Linked DNA regions of Astyanax mexicanus: region 1 is linked to region 2. Evidence: chromatin contacts called from public Hi-C data. All regions are on one chromosome and are shown on one strand. Each heading gives the region's core, a stretch centred on a gene start, on an enhancer-like site or on the middle of the called end of the contact. The rest is flanking DNA. Distances are from core to core; before and after follow the strand shown.

Region 1 (3,450 bases), core at 878-3,377, 150 kb before region 2:
CTCTGTTTTTGGTAGTGTGACCCTTTGTCTGAAATCAGATAGGATTCAGTCATGTCTGAATAAGGGTTTAGTAGTTTAGTCTTCTATCTTATTGCTCTAAAATGCTAATAGCTAATAATTGCTCTAAATCATTGTTTAGAGTCTCTATCAAAATGTGGGAGACTCCCTGACCTTCCAGGAGGGGTGGGACCCCTGAATTTTCCACAGTTGACATAATTTGATATGGTCTATGTCACTAGACTGAGAATCATAATCTGTATTTGTGTAGAGGTGTTTTAACAGAGAAACCTAGAGTGCTACAGACTGTTATTAGCAATCTAGGTAATAATATTAATACCTGGCCACAACTTACTATGACTGCCTAAGGAAGGTAAACAGGTCTGCATACTGTCTGTGTCTGAGCCAATCAGATTTTAGTATGAGAATTAAGAGTCTTTTGCTTAGAATTTTGCTGAGTCTCACTACAAGAGACTCCAAAATATCACCATAATTCATTTTAAGATAAAAAATGAAAAGAAACAAATTCACTCTCCATTTTCTTACTAAAGAGTATTCTTGGATTGGAACTTTGATGTAATATTCAGTACACAGGTACATGTAAATCTCTGGCTTTATGAATATAGACAAATATATAGTCAAAAGTTTGGATACACCAACTCATTCAGTATTTTTATTTGTGTGTTTTTTTCTCTATATAATAATAAATTAAGTCTAAAGTGATCCAGACTATGAAGGAACACATAAGGAATCATGTAGTAACTTAAAAGTGTTAAACAAACCATATTACTCTGTAAAGCATTTAGGTGCTCTTATCTGGGGAGCTGTTAACTTGCAGTTTCTGAGGCTGATACTTTGATTAACTTATATTGAGGTAACTCTTGGTCTTTTCTTTCCTGGGCCGCTCCTAATGAGAGCCAGTAGTAAAGTATTTTTTCTTTACTTAGTTGACAAGTTCTTGCTATAATATGAATTAGAACATTATTCAAATAGAGCTATTCACTGTGTACCTGTAACCCTACCTCTTCACAACTTTACAACTGATGCTCTCAAACACATTAAGAGGCAAGCAATTTAAGTAATTAACTCTTGACAAGTTCAGCACAGCTGTTAACTGAAAGCCTGAATTCCAGGTGACTCTACCTCATAAAGCTGAATGGGAAAATCCATTCAAGTTGTGCAAAACTGTCATTTTTGAGCATGAGGTGCTATTTTGATTAAAAAAAACATATTCTGGTTTATTTAACACTATTTGCTTACTAAATAATTTAATGTGTTTTTCTTCATAGTTTGGATGGTTTTAGTAGTAATCTTCAAAGCAGAATAATAATACAATATTGAAAAAACACTGCATTTAAGGTGTCCAAACGTTTGACTGGTACTAAATATATAACTTTTTTTTTTTTACTACATAACACATTAATTATTCAGTGTTATAGCTGTAGGAAGAGATTGGTAAGTGTGTGTTGTGTCTATTAGAGAGAGCCTCTGGTGCTCCTCTTGGTTAAGGGTCTGATTTGTAGTGCTCTGTCTCCATCTAGCGGTCAGAGCCGCGCGGTGCGCCTGGAGAAGAATCCCTGCTGGAAGAAAGTTGGTTGGACTTCACGTTACTGTCTCGACCCAGAGTTGCCAGGTTCGCGGTTTTCCCGCCACATTGAGCTTATTCAAAAATCCAGTCGCGGGTAAAAATTCAGGGGTGGTGGGGTACGTTTTTGGGCTACTTTTAAAATTATTGCGGTCGTCAAAAACAACAAAAAAGTGGGTGTCGCCTTGGATGTTACGTAAACACGCGTAGAAGCGAGAACAGAAATGAGTAAATAAAAGTCAGCTCTTTTTTTGCTAGTTATGTTACTGTTAAATGTTATTGACTGGGATATAAACTGTTAATTATAAATAACTAATAAAACACTAATGTTATAATATTATTAATAACTAAGATAAATAACAATACTGATAATAACTCAGAAAACAAAATAATAAGTCGTACACTTATAGTTGTTTTGACATTTGCTTTAAACGTGTGACAGACATATATTTTGGCCTAATTTACGCTTCTGAAGGGCGGGTTTTAGGCTGGCTTTGGGCTGGAGATTTTTTGTTTTGACCTGGCAACCCTGGCTTGACCTCATCAGTGTGCGCCTCTATCAGCATGTCCGCTGTTTACCGCGGGGGGTTCTGATTCAGCCGCTGGTCGGTGTGGGTCAGTGGATTAGTTGTTTATATAGTTAATCAGCGGAGCGCGGAGCTGCAGGATGGGCGACAGTAAGCAGAAGGAGCTGCCGAACTTCTTCGGGCTGGGCTGTGATGATGTGAGCTCCAGCAGCGACAGCGAGGAGGAGGAGGCCGGGGAGAAGCAGCGGCGGCGGCGCGGGGATCCGGCTCCAGCCGCCCCTGCAGCTCCTTCAGGTGGACACAAAGCGGCCGCAGCGCCGCTACCCGGCCCGGACGAGCTGTTCCGAACCGTCAGCAAACCCGCCTTCCTCTACAACCCGCTCAACAAGCACATCGACTGGGAGAGCCGCATCGTTAAAGCGCCCGAGGAGGTAAGAGAGCTCCGGTGTTCTAACAGGAGCAAACAGGAGGAGGTCTGCAGATAATCACTGTTCTGGGTAGTCGACTAATCTATCGAATTTTTTTTTAATCTATCGATTAGTCACGATTATACGACGGCGTTTTAGGGCCATGCAAAAAATAAATAAAAACCGTTCACTTCGAGAATAAAAACTTAATATTACGAGATTAAAGTCCTAATATTACGAGAATAAAGACGTAATATTACAAGAATAAAGACATTATATTACGAGATTAAAGACATAATATTACGAGATTAAAGTCGTAATATTACGAGAATAAAGATGTAATATTACTAGATTACGTCGTAATATTACGTCGTAGTATTTTAAGGGAAATGTAGTTCTAATTGCGTGAGTTGCTGTTTAAGAGAGGAGCACTGAAAGGAGCATTTTCTGTTACAGGACTAATTGATATTTATAACCTGCTTTATTCTCGTAATATTACAACTTGTGTGATCATATTAGTATAAAGTCGTAATATTATGAGAATAAAGTTGTAATATTACGTCTTTATTCTCAAAGAGAACTGTTTTTATTTGTAATTTTTTGTATGGCCCTAAAACGTCGTCGTACGATTATCTCTGCCATGCCCTGCATCTCCATCTGCTTCCTGTGAGTACATTCCTGTGGGTGGTTTTCTAGCTTTCTCTATCACTTCAAAACAATAGAAACAGCTGAACATGGGGATTAAATCCTCTTTAAACGCCCAGAAGATAAATTAACTTAAGGAATAATAGCAGAATTTATATATTAACACCGAAATACACTCAAAAAACATAACAGGTGTTCTGTTGTTGTGTTATCCTGTCAAACCGTGCTACCCTAATATATATTTACACGTTACAAAAAAAAAAAAAAAACAGAAAAAAGCACCATATTT
Region 2 (3,660 bases), core at 697-3,196:
TGAAATTACCCTGATTTTAATCACAGATTTCATGCATCTCGGCATGTTCTCCTCCACCAGTCTTACACACTGCTTTTGGATAACTTTATGCCACTCCTGGTGCAAAAATTCAAGCATTTCAGCTTGTTTTTTCTTTGTGGAGAGGGAACAAAACACTATATATTAAATATTCTAAAGATCTCATTTGAGAGTTTGCTTTAGATACTATTCTTGCAAAGCCAAATATATTCATTGTAAAACAGTGGTCTGGTAGCTCCCAGGATCTTTTTTCTGGCTATATAATAGCTTTTGCTGGTTACCTGAACAACCATGATGCTGTTAATAGTGCTGAAACAAGAGCTACTGCAGCCTTGGAGTATATCAGAAGAACAGACTCTTAAACAGTCTTTATCTGCTCATTTATGCATCGTTAAACTAAAGAAACACAGAATTAGATCTGAAGAGAGTCCTCAGTAAAATCACTAGCGACTGCACCACAATTTACAAGCTCTTTTTAGCATGAATCAATGCAGTTACACACCTTACAGACTGTCACTTTAACACAACTGTTTCTCAGAATGATTTTAAGCTTTAAAAAGAAAATGTAATACAATGAAATAACTTTTTATTGCCTGTATAAGACTAAACAAAGGAATTAGTGCACTGATATGGAAACTTAATTATTATTATTATTATTATTATTTAATTGTGCTTTTCTACACCGCAAGTGCACAGTATACGCTATAAAAAACAAAATATGATAATACAAGATATACATATTTAATGTTAATAAAGTTTAATACAAACCATACAAACAGTACCAGTCAAAGGTTAGGACACACCTTCTCCTATAATGTTTTTCTTTGTTTCTTTATTTACTTTTTTTTATCTACATTGTAGATTAATATTAAATACATAGAAATAACTAAGGGACATATATATAGAATTATGTAGCAAACAGTAAAAAAGTGTTTGTCCACCACATTAATCCCCTGATCTAAACCTGATAATCTGAGATGGTGATTTGAGGTGATTTATTTGGGGTGAGCTCGAGCTTCACAGCGTGAAGGAAAAGCAGCAACTATTGTACTACAGCACCTCCAGAAACTCCTTCAAATTGTTTAGAAAACTATTCCAGGTGACTCTCCCTCATGAAGACACTAAAATCAAAATACCAAGAGCAGATCTGTCCTCAAAGATAAATGTGCTACTTAGAAGAATCTAAAGCAGCTATAAAACATATTCTGATTTGTTTATCACTAATAAACAATAGAATACAGAATAATTCAGCATGTGTTCTTGTTTAGCTTTAATGTAGTCTTCAATATTAAATTTACAATGGGAAAAAAATGATAAAACAAAAGAAAAAGCATTAATTGAGAAGAGGTGTGTCCAAACTTTCGACTGGTACTGTATAAAAAACATAACATTGCATAAACAAAAAAAAATAACGTTGATTCAACAAATATGCATTATCTGGGTTTGGATTCATAAAAACATTAACTTACATGTTTAGAACATTTACGGTTACAATAAACTAACAAAACTAACATCCTCGAATACAACAATTACACATTTTCACTATGTTAATCTAATTAAGTGACCAAATAAGTTAGTTTAGTTAACTAAATAAAATAATTCAGCTTGTTAGAAAGACAGCGAAATGCTAGCTAACCTAGTTTACTAACTAGTCTGACTTTCAGCTGCATTTATTCATCAGTCAGGCGGTTTAAACCCTACAAAAACTCATAATTAATCTACACTAAAACCTAAAACTTAATAGTGAAAAGTGTTTAAAATCTCTGGAGTCTTTACCTCTCTGTTTATCGGCTCAGTCGCATTAAAACACCTTAATAAATATCTTTAAACAGCATAAACCAGCTTAACTAGCCTTAACTAACTAACGCTGAGATCTGAAAACACACCAGCAGCATTTCCGTGGTGAAACAGGTTGCCAGTGGTTACGAGGGCGGGGCTTCTGGCGCGCTACACTGTTTGATTGACAAAAGCTAAGCCACGCCTCTTTAGTCTATAGTGAGGAGGATACCCACTTTTGGTGGGTTTGTTGGGCCAGCAGATGGTGCTACAGAGAGAGTCCAAAATGAATGGGTTCCTATGGAGTGACTGAGCAAAATTAGAGTTTATTAACGTTTAGTATTTTTTACACTGAAAAATATACTAATTTTCTCAACGCAGAACAATAACACATGTTTTAGCACCGTGTACTTTATGTGTAAAACTTTAAACTTAAAAAAGATTTGAAGGACCATTCCACCAAATTGGTGCAATTTTTGTCGCCCAGGAAATTGCATGTATAAATGTGTACACAAAATAATTTTAAAATACATTTTATTATTAAGCACAGGGTCTTGTACATTGACCTTATTGCAAAAGTAAGATATGTATTAAAAGGATGAATAAAAACTACTTAGAACACTGAAAAATAGCATTTGTTACCTGCCCCCACTCTCTAACTATAAACTTTACCAATATATATATATATATATATATATATATATATATATATATATATATATATATATATATATATATATATATATATATATATATATTCCATAATAAATCCTTAATATTTAAGTAAAAAAAATGCACATTTTAGTTGTGTCCCTGGGTTTCACTAATTTCTGTTACCGTAACTTATTACCCCATCTGAAACATCTGGAACATTCTACAAGTTCTTCAATCTACAACAGGAAGTGACATCAATTGGTTGTTCTGAAGATCATGGGAAGACCAACATTAAGTTTTCTCATTTTTTACCTGTTTTGTTGCCTAAATTAATTATTAGATCTTATTTATTTGTTTTTAAAATACATATTTTGGAAAAATCACTAGAATGTGCCACCACTTAGCTATTTTTTTTTTTTGTTAATTGTTTTTGCTAATTCTAAGCTAAAAACTAATTTCTGTTCCTTTAATTCATGTTACTCAAAACATACAAGTAACAGGAATGAGTGCCAGTAACAGTGTTTTTTTTGTCATAAATATCAATTATTTGAACATGTAGTCATTCTTTTTTTTTTTTTTTTTAATTAACACTTTCTTGAGAGAAAATTAAAGGAATTAGTTGACTTGCTTTTAAACATGCTTTTTAAATGTCACTAGTTTTGTAACCATCTTCAGTTTTAGAAATCTAGTAAAAAAAAATAAAGTAAAGCTCTCTGACATTGACCGGTACATGTTTTGAATAGTTAAATATATGTGTTATTAGATTCAATAAAAGAGCTAAAAAAATCAAATAAATAAATTTAATTTGAAAGAGTTACAAGAAGCAAATGGCACCCATTCAGTGGATTTATTTCAGTTTCTAGCGAAATACTTTATTCTACCTTGCTAAATGAAAGGAATATTCTGAAAAAAAAGTTCGTTACTATTTTTTATTGGAGTTTTTAGCTTTTAGCTCCATTCACGCCATTCATTGGTTGACTCACTCGCGTGCTCCCTCTAGCGGTTAACAGTTGACCATATCTACGTAAACCAGCTCTACTTCACTTTTCAGAGGAGGAACTGTTTGATTGACAGAAGGTAAGCCCCGCCCCGCTATGCTCTACCCCGCCCCTCCAGTCTGGTCTCCTATTAAGAGTGTAATGGTGCACACTGGAGCTGCAGTGGTGCAGGTGAGCCTGCCTCACCCTGAACTCCTGACCGAGCCTCTGTGTT

The links. A called contact is a pair of places that touch in the nucleus more often than the background predicts.
Region 1: a contact with region 2 is called in a Hi-C map of muscle, with 12 times the contacts expected there. The contact joins the promoter of c13h1orf52 here to the promoter of dnai3 in region 2. A contact is called at or near these places in 2 of 3 Hi-C or Micro-C datasets (both in muscle).

The regions. Positions count from the first base shown.
Region 1 is chr13:6,949,864-6,953,313 of AstMex3_surface, reverse strand. It overlaps c13h1orf52 (chromosome 13 C1orf52 homolog), which reads left to right and starts at 2,127. Exons shown (of 3, transcript XM_007236609.4): 1 at 2,127-2,540. The coding sequence starts at 2,250.
Region 2 is chr13:6,798,352-6,802,011 of AstMex3_surface, reverse strand. It overlaps dnai3 (dynein axonemal intermediate chain 3), which reads right to left and starts at 1,946. Exons shown (of 23, transcript XM_022677286.2): 1 at 1,795-1,946. It overlaps mcoln3b (mucolipin TRP cation channel 3b), which reads left to right and starts at 3,585. Exons shown (of 14, transcript XM_022677284.2): 1 at 3,585-3,660.